Linked DNA regions of Mus musculus: region 1 is linked to region 2. The links are chromatin contacts, called in public HiChIP or PLAC-seq maps. All regions are on one chromosome and are shown on one strand. The core of a region is the stretch at or near the end of the contact, and the rest is flanking DNA. Distances in the headings are between cores, read along the strand shown.

Region 1 (5,078 bases), core at 540-3,039, 780 kb before region 2:
AACCTTTATGAGCAGGTAGCCACAAAACCGGTTCCTGTAACTTCACTTAAGACTCAATTGTCCGTCCTTGCAGGAAAGGCCTGCTCAAGGACATTCGAGAGACAGGATTCAGGAAGCTAACAGATGTGTGCCCCTCACCCCCCCCCCCCAAGGATCTAGCCTTGTGCGCTGCCTCTATGTGAAGGAGCACCTCTGTAAACTCTAGGATACTTTATCCAGTCTATGCTTAATTAATGTGTGTGTGCTTCATAATGAGATGTTTCTAAAAACAAAACAAAAAGTACAGTCCCTGAGAGATGGCTCAGGCTCACGAGGGCTTCCTGTTCTTGCAGAAGACCTACGTACGGTTCCTAGTACCCACGTCTGTTGGCGTACCACTCACTACCTATAACTTCAGCTTCAAGAAATCCAACATCTCCTTTGGATGCAAGAGCACCCACAGACTCAATGACATTCAGACAGTCTCTCTCTCTCTCTCTCTCTCTCTCTCTCTCTCTCTCTCTAAGTAGAAATACCAGGATTAGCACCTGACCTGCCCACCTCCTGAACACTCCCCCCCTCTCAGCCCAGGGAACTTGTCTACAGGTGCCATTTCCAGATTCACCACCAGAACTTTCAGAGCTTTTGACTAGCAGCTATGCATTTAATTACCGATTGTCACAAACACAGACTGTCTGGTTCTCAGGCTCTGCACAGAGTCAGGCTAGGCCGGAGACAGGAAAACAACAGAAGACAGCTGGGAACATTTACCAAGGAAAAACGATTCATAGCTACCTGTGGCCCAGCCCACCAAGGGAAGGCTGGAGGGAGGTCAGACCCTGGCTGAGTGAGTGAGTAGTGACTAGGTTTGTAGAAGGTCCTAGAAGAGGATTTTCTGGGAGAAGAACTTTTTTTTTTGGGAGCAGAGTTGGAGGGCAAAAGGGAATTTCCATGGTCAGCTGGTTGACGAGCCTGGGGCAGATCTGTCTCCGGAAGTCTGCTGCTCCAATGGAACACCCTGGACTGGTGACCTTCCAGGATGTGACCATCACTCTTACACACTCACTTGCTGTTTTTGTTTTGTGTTTTATTCAGACTGAGTGTCACACAGCCTTGGCTGGCCTGAAACTTGCTATGTAGACCAGGCTGCCCTCAAACTCAGGGATCCACTTGCTTCTGTCTCCTGAATGCAAGGTATCAAAGGTGTGCGCTAGGATGTAACTGCAACAACAACACACTTGGTATTTTGTTTTGTTTTGTTTTGCTTGTTTGTTTGTTTGTTTGTTTTCGAGACAGGATCTCACTGAGTAGCTCTGGATGTCCTGGAACTCACAGTGCAGACCAGATTACTCACATAGATCCGCCTGTCTCTGCCTCCTCCTAACTGTCTCCACTGTCGCTGTCCTTTCTCGCAGTATTCAATCACACCCGTGGAAAGCCAGCCTTATTTTTGACGGTACTTAGGAACTCAGGCTCTTAGGCAGTCCTCTATCACTGAACTACAGTGCGAGCACCCTGTTTTCTAATACAGAACTGGGCACGCTCGCCCTTACTCCTGCGCCTCTCCAGGCCACACGCTCCCACGCTGAGATACAAATCGAGGACAGGATCTATGCACAGGAGCGCTCCTTTTTTGAGTCTCGCCCCCTTCTCTCACCCGGTCCACTGTAGCCTAAGCCACGCCCCTAGAATAGAAACAACGCCCCGACAGCGCGACACGCCCCCGACACGCCCCTTCGCGTCCATTGGCTGCCCGCATTGTCCGCTCCCTGGCCCGAGCGGTGATTGCGGCGCGCCTGAGTCAGTCCAGGGAGAGAGCGCGGGTGGCGGGCCAGGCCGCGGGACAGCCGCAGGTGGGGCCTGGAGCGGTGGCCGGATCGAGGCAGCCCCGCAGCCCCGCGCGGGAGCCAAGATGCCTCGCGGGGACTCGGAGCAGGTGCGCTACTGCGCGCGCTTCTCCTATCTTTGGCTCAAGTTCTCTCTCATCATCTACTCCACCGTGTTCTGGGTGAGTGATGGAGCCCGTGGAGCCGGGGTCGGGGTGGGGTATGGGACGGTCCACACTCCTTCGATGGCCCCCTAACACTCGACCCAGGCTTGGGTTCAGCTTCAGCCACTCAGAGAGGCCGCCGGGAGTGCGGGAGGGCTTCTCGCACCACTTCCCTGGGAACCGGGATACCTTGGCGGCCCCAGCTCTGCTCGGTTCCAGCAGCCCAGTCAGTCCTCAGCGTTCGAGCCCTGTTGCCCACAGGACGCCACTTTGTTCACCTATGCTGCTGAGCTCCTACCTAATGGGGTCCGGCTCGCCAGCCGAGTCTGCTGTGCATCCTCTGGCTGCTGTGTAGGGCGCGGGTACGTTGTTGACTGCGCCCACCACGCCTTCAGGGTGTGACTCTCCACAGCCTGGCCAAAGGTGGGCAGCTTTTGTGCTTGTGGCCACCTGGATTCCAAGTCTGGCCCCTGTTGCTACTTGCCTGTGCCTTTCCTCTGACCAAGATGTTTCTCTTGGGCATCTTGCTTTCTTCCTTGTTGGAAGGAAATGCTTTCTTGTTGGAGTGCGGCATTCCACTTGACAACCCGGCGGCTCCTGGATGGTGTTGCTATTTTCATGAGGTCTGGCATTGCCCATAGAGGATCAGGATGGCATTGGTTGCGCACAACCAGGCTTTGAATACTACCCGCCACTTCCTAGCTGAATGGTCTGGAAAGTTCCTTCATTTCTCTGACCATAGTTTTCTCATCTGTAGTTGGAGACAGTAGTTATTAAACACTTGGATGGTTGTGGAAGTAAAATAACGCAGGCCAAGATGAGGCCACAGAGAGCTAAAAAAAAGGGGGGAGATAGTAATAATATAATTATTATATTATAATTATAAAAACATTAACAATAAATAATAATTATTAGTATTTATTGTTATTGCTATTGTTTTTTGGGTTTTTTTTAGAGACAGGGCCTCTGTATGTAACTGCCTCTGTCACCCAAGTGCTGGCATTAAAGGCACCTATTATTATTGTTGTAGTTATTGTTGTGACAGGGTCTTACTATAGCTTAGTCTAGCTGGTGGTGGTGTATATGTGTGTGTGTGTGTTTGCTTATTTGTTTTGAGACAGCATCTTATGCATTTCTGGTTGATTTAGAACTCACTAAATAGTCCAGGCTAATCTTGAACTCAGTAATCCTCCTGCCTTAGCCTTCCAAGTATTGGAGTTACAGTTGTAAGACACCATGTCTGGCACCATTAATGTTATTATGGGCAAGAATCTTTGCCTGTGAATGGTATAAGCTAAAAGGTCCCCAGGGACATTTCCCCCCACAGGGTCTCATGTCATCTAGGCTGGTCCCAAACTCACTGTGTAGCTGACAATGACCTTGAACATTGGATCCTCCTGTTTGTACCTCCCACACACTGGGTACTGGGATCACAGGGGTGTGCCACTACCCCTGGCTTATCAGGGCATTTTAGAATAACTGGACTTCAGTCTAGACACGAGGATATCTTTCCACAGGTTGGCCCTGTGTTTACCTCTACAGAAGTGTGTATGTAGATAGGCTTGTCCAGAGATCCCAAAGGGTCCCCTGAAAATAAGGTCCTCCCTCCTTCCCTCCCTTCCTCTACTTTCTCTCCCTTTGTCTTTCTTCTCTTCTTCCTCAGCTCCTTACTGCATTTCTTCTGTGGGCAGGAACTGCTGGGCTGGCCATCAAGACTGCCTTTGAATGGGAGCCCTTTACAAGGCGACCCTGCTGGCAGTCAGTAGATCTTGATTCTAGTCCTGCTATGTCCCAGACTCACTGGCATATTGTAGGCAAATGATATCTGTTTTGGGTCTCAGAAATGTTGGTTCTAGCCTTTGGCTAGCTTCAACTCCAGGTACCCCGAAAGAAAGATTAGCAGTGTTGCTAGGCTCCCAAGGGTAGAGGGTGGGGCAGAGACATGGGGTATGAGTTGCAGGGAGTCTGAAGGTTCGGATAGACGATTTGAGCTATAACTCAGAGGCTCTCACCCAAAGTTGCATCGGAATTAACTGGGAGGTTTCCAACAGATCCCTGTGCCTTGGCACACGTGTTTATTACTGTGTACCTCAGCTCCTCACACAACTGCAGTGTGAGCCAGGGTTGAAAACCCCAACGCTGGATGGGCCTGGGAGACCACAGTGATTCTGCTCAGTTTAGTCCTGTCTATAAGTCAGAGACAAAAGGGAAAGTTGAGGACAAGGGTGGAAAGGTGGGGGGTCCCATTCCCTCTCCCTCCTCACCTCCATTCCATACCTCCTCAGTGTGTAACCACTGGCTCTTCATGCCTCCCCCTTTACACCTGTAAAATGGGAATGTGTTACACTCTGTCTTGCACACCCACAGCATCCCTTTTTAGGACTAGTAGTGAGAGAGAATGAGGAAAGAGCTGGCTGAACCTGGTGAGATACAGACCCCCCCCCAAACCTTGTCAAAGTAAAACACAGTTATATAAAATCAGAAGAGCTCACAAGGCCCAAATCACTGCCCCTTGCAGCCCCTCCCCACCCCCACTCCACCCTCTTTAGCCAACCAAGCCTGCTGTGTACCAACCGAGCCATCCCTGACGGTATTTCTACTTTAAAAAAAAAAAAATCTCCCCACCCAGGCCAAGAACTCAGCTGTGGGCAAGGCTGCTGGGACGGCTCCAGGTACCAGAGTGTGACTGCAGGGTGACTGCAGAGTGGCAGCGGGCGGCTGCCGGTTAAGTAATTTGTCTGGATTGAGTTTCCTGCTAATTGAAAAGCATTTACAGAAAAACCCATTATCTGGATGCAATCTCCTGCCTCTCCCCTGGCAAGAAGACAGGTCAGAGCAAGGGTTACTCACTTACCAACCCAGAGTGTGAGTGCTTGCAGGGCAGTGGTGGCCCTTTAGTCCCAGCACTTGAGAGGCAGAAGAAGCAGGTGGCTCACTCTCTCTCTCTGTGAGTTTGAGGCCAGCCTGAGAGGGAAAGGGAGAGAGAGAGGGAGAGGGAGAGGGAGAGGGAGAGGGAGAGGGAGAGGGAGAGGGAGAGGGAGAGAGAGATTTTACCACAGTGAACCTTCAGATCTTCTGTCAGGCTCTTTTAGCTTTGGTCTCTTTTGTT
Region 2 (4,875 bases), core at 2,231-4,730:
CAGCTCTGGCTGTCCTGGAACTCACTTTGTAGACCAGGCTGGTCTCGAACTCAGAAATCCACCTGCCTCTGCCTCCCAAGTGCAAGGCAACTCTTGTAAAGACAACATTTAATTGGGGCTAGCTTATAGGTTCAGAGGTTCAGTGCATTATCATCAAGGTGGGAGCATGGCAGCATCCAGGCAGGCATGGTGCAGGAGGAGTTACGAGTTCTACATCTTCATCTGAAGGCAGCTAGGAGAAGACTGGCTTCCAAGCAGCTAAGGTGAGAGTCTTAAGCCCATGCCCACAGTGGCACACCTACTCCAACAAGGCCACACCTCCTAATAGAGTCACTCTCTGGGCCAAGGATCTGCAAACCAACACACTTTGTGTTTGGTGTGTTTCTATGTGTGTCTGTGTATGTGTGTGTTAATGTAAGTGTGTCTGAATGTGTTTGTGGTATGTGTGATATGTGTGTATGTTAGGTGTCTGTGAGTTATGTGTGTGTTTGAGCTCAGAGCCCATAGGAGGATGCTGATGTCCTGTTCCTCCATGCTCCACCTTGTTGCCTGGTGCACTAATTTGCTTTTTATTGCTGTGATAATGGCCATGACTAAAGGCAACTTGAAGAGGGAAGCTTATAGTTTGTCATGAATGAAAGTCAGGGCAGGAGTGAAGAAGAAACATGGATGAGTGCTACTTACTAGCTGCTCTCCCTGGCTCGCTTAGTTTGCTCTCTTACACCACCTAGGCCAATGTGCACAGGGATGGCAGCCTCCCATATAAATCACTAATCAAGAAAATGCCCATGGACTGGTGAGATGGCTCAGCAGTCACGAACACTGGCTGCTCTTCCAGAGATCCTGAGGTCCCGAGTTTGATTCCCAGCAACCAGATCTAGGTTCACGACCATCTATAAAGAGATCTGATGCCCTTTTCTGCCATGTAGATGTACGTGCAGAAAGAACATTCCTACATTAAAAAATACACAAGGAGCTCCTTCCCCTCTCTCTCTCCACATGCTTTTGGCCTCTCTCTCTCTCTCTCTCTCTCTCTCTCTCTCTCTCTCTCTCTCTCTCTCTCTGTCTCTCTCTCTCTCACACACACACACACACACACACACTTTTTCTCAACTCTCCTCCCCATCCCCTGAATAAACTCTATTCTATACTAAAAAGCAAAACAACAAAACAAAAACAAATAAATAAAATTTTAAGAAAGAAGAAGAAAATGTACCACCCACAGGATCACCTAAGGTCTCAATCTGATGAAGACACTGTCTCGATTGAGGTTTTCTTTCTCAGAGGACTCTAGCTTGTGTCAAGTTAAGGAAAAAAAAATCTAACCAGGATACGTTGCAACAGGGTCTCATTGAACTTTGAGCTGGGGTGGAAACCAGCAAGCCCCAGTTATAACCCCAGCCTCTGCTCTCCACAGCATGGGGGATGCTTCATATACGGCCTTGGGTTTTTGTTGTTGTTGTTGTCTTTTCAAGACAAGGTTTCTCTTGTGTAGTCCTGCCTGTTCTGGAACTTACTCAGTAGACCAGGCTGGCCTCAAACGCAGAGATCCACCTGCCTCTGCCTCCCAAGTGCTGGAATGTCTGGACTTTAAAAAAATTTTTTTTTTTTATGTGGATGATGGGAATTGAACTCAAGTCCTGATGCTTACATAGTAAGCAATCTTACAAGTGGACCTGTCTCCTCATCTTGTTCTTTTCATTAGTTTTTCAGACAGTCTCTTGTATCCCTGGCTGGCCTCAAACTAGTTGTGAAGCTTAGGTGAACCTTACACTCCTAACCATCCTGCTATTTTTTTTTTTTTTTTTGAGACAGGGTTTCTCTGTGTAGCCCTGGCTGTCCTGGAACTCACTCTGTAGACCAGGCTGGCCTCGAACTCAGAAATCCACCTGCCTCAGCCTCCCGAGTGCTGGGACTAAAGGCGTGCGCCACCATGCCCGGCTTATCCTGCTATTTCTTGTAGTGCTTTGTCTACATATATGTAAATGCATCATGTTACATCATGTTACATCTCTGCCTGGTGTTGCAGAGATCAGAAGATAAGGTAGGTCAGATTCCCTGAACTGGAGTTATGGGTGCTTCTGAGCCACTACAAGTGTGCTAGGTACTAAACTCTGGTCCTCTCGGTGCTCTGCAACAGCAACAAGCGCTCTTAACTACTGAGCCCTTCCTCAGAGTCATTGATGGTTAAACCCTTAGTTCATCGTGTACGCATTGCTTTCCTTTAATAATGAGCAATTAAAATTATACTTCTTAAAATAACTTTGATTAGCTGGGTGTGGTGGTGCACGACTTTAATCCCAGCACTCAGGAGGCAGAAGCAGGTGGATTTCTGAGTTCGAGGCTAGCCTGGTCTACAAAGTGAGCTCCAGGACAGCCAGGATATACAGAGAAACCCTGTCTCGAAAAACCAACCAACGAAACAAACAAACAAACAAACAAACAAAAACTTTGATTACATTTATTTATTTATGGGCAGGCAGATGGGTGCTCATGGACTAGTGGAGAAGTCAGAGGATAACTTGGGAGAGTCGGTCTCCCCTTTCACCTTGTGGCTTCTGGGTGGTGGAACTCAGGTCTGCAGGCTTGGTGACAAATGCCTTTCTTTACCTGCTGAGCCATCTTGTGGGCTCCCAGAGTTATAATTTTTTAAAAAGATTTATTTATTTATTTTATGTATATGAGTACGCTGTAGCTGTCTTCAGACACATCAGAAGAGGGCATCGGATCCCATTACAGATAGTTGTGAGCCACCATGTGGTTGCTGATTTGAACTCAGGATCTCTAGAAGACAGTGCTCTTAACCACTGAGCCATCCCTCCAGCCCGAGTTATACTTTTAATGGTTAGATATAGATGGGAATATGAAGTAAGCCCTAAGAAAGTACTGTTAGTCCACACTTACACACCACAAACAATTACACACACACACACACACACACACACACACACACACACACACACACACACACACACACACACACACACACACACACACACACACACACACACACACACACACACACACACACACACACACACACACACACACACACACACACACCCCGCTTCCCCCCCCTCCCGCGTGCCTTAATCACCTACACTCAGCTTCACTGGGAGTCTATTATGTTCCTCTGAACTCAGCCCCGCCCCTCAAAGTCCCGCCCACCCTAAGGCTCCACCCTTCAACACTTCCTTTTTCCCGGATTTCCGGGTTCACCCTCTGCCTCTAGCCTTCGGCTGCCTCAGTCACGCCCCCAGCTACCCGCCCACTCGCCTCAGACACGCCCTCCAACGTCACGTCCGGCTTCCATATTGTCCCTCCCTCTACTACCCCTTGCTCCCGCCTTCGACCGCTTCCGGTAGTCATCGTTGCCGCTGCTGCCGCTGCTGCTCCTGCTGCTGCTGAGGCTGCAGGCGGAGGCCGGAGGACCGGGCGGCGGCGGCGGCGGCGGCAGCGGGAGCGGTATCGCAGCGGGACGACCGGGCGAGAGCAGGCGAGTTGAGAGCCGAGCGTGAGGAGCCAGAGCCGCCCGGCCCCGCCGCCGCCGCCGCCGCCGCCGCCGCCGCTGCTGCACAAAGCCTCGAGCCCGCGTCGGAGCCATGTCCGCGTCGGCCGGTGGTAGCCACCAGCCCAGCCAGAGCCGCGCCATCCCCACGCGCACCGTGGCTATCAGCGACGCCGCGCAGCTACCTCAGGACTACTGCACCACGCCCGGGGGGACGCTGTTCTCCACAACGCCGGGAGGTGAGCCGCGCCCGGCCTGCCCGCCATCACGGCTGGCGCGTGGCACTGCATGCTCGACCAACAGCTTCCTCCCCGCTGCCCGTACGGTGTGCTGCAGACCGTGCATTCTGCGCAGCGGGGCTTGCCTCTGGAGCTGTCCTACGGGCTTTGGGGAGAGGGAAGTCGGGGAGACGGACCTGGCGCGGAAGCCTAAGATGACTGGTCTGGCTGCGCCGAGAGTTCCGAGACGAGGCTGGCATGCACTCTGCATGCCTCGCCCAGTGTTAGCCTCCTTTGACAGCATTGTTTACTTTGTTAGAGGAGTCATCAAAGGTTGGGGGAGCCCCAGCTCCCACAAGTGGGACGTGTAAAATAGCTCCTTTGGTATCCAAGAAGTTGTTGGCTTTGGTAGAGGCGCTGTCAGGTTTCAGATCAGGGCTTTCGAAGAGCGGTTTTAAAGGTGCTTTGTCAAACAGCACACACTAGTCGGGTTAGGTTGCTTGATCCTAGGGAAAGGGCTTGTAGAAAAAAGCGATGCAAAGGGAGGTTCCTGAAGTTGCTTTTCAAAAGATGGCCGGGATCCGTTTACTATCACTGGAGAAGAGGTAAATAAAGTATGTTGAATTGGTCACGAGAGGAGGAAGCGCAAAGGTTGTTTGTCTCTTTTCTGGGCTGTTCTCTAAGAGGGAGGAGCCTGGAAGGGGTTCTTCCGGTGCCTTCATGAAGGGAACTGGCTTTCTGTCCCTAATCTCAGAACTTTGCCTTCTTTTGGTGACCCCGGGGGCTGGGCTTCAGCTAGAGGGTGAAGATTTGGTTAGCAGCCCTTACAGTCTATAGATCGCTGATCATGAGACAGGACTCCTAACCAATCACTTAAAAGTGGGCCTGGCCATCCTGGAATCTTGTGCAATTGGAAGGCACAGAGTAAGGGGACCTTGCCAACACCAAGAGACAGCAGTCCAGAAGGCTGTGTGTGGTAGTTAGGGCTGTGACCCTACTACTCCAGAAAGACGGGGTAGGAGAATGGCAGTTTAAGGCTAGCCCTGGCAATATAATGAGTTCCAAGGCCAGGCAGTGGTGGCACACACCTTTAATCCCAGCACTTGGGAGGCAGAGGCAGGCGGATTTGGAGTTCAGCCTGGTCTACAG

Evidence for each region. HiChIP or PLAC-seq counts read pairs in DNA pulled down with a chosen protein or histone mark.
Region 1: a FOXA1 HiChIP or PLAC-seq map of pancreatic cancer cells shows a contact between it and region 2. The contact joins the promoter of Tspan15 here to the promoter of Eif4ebp2 in region 2.

Annotation. Positions count from the first base shown.
Region 1 is chr10:62,227,929-62,233,006 of GRCm38.p6, reverse strand. Tspan15 (tetraspanin 15) reads left to right here and starts at 1,789. Exons shown (of 8, transcript NM_197996.2): 1 at 1,789-1,987. The coding sequence starts at 1,892.
Region 2 is chr10:61,451,274-61,456,148 of GRCm38.p6, reverse strand. Eif4ebp2 (eukaryotic translation initiation factor 4E binding protein 2) reads left to right here and starts at 3,480. Exons shown (of 3, transcript NM_010124.2): 1 at 3,480-3,747. The coding sequence starts at 3,603.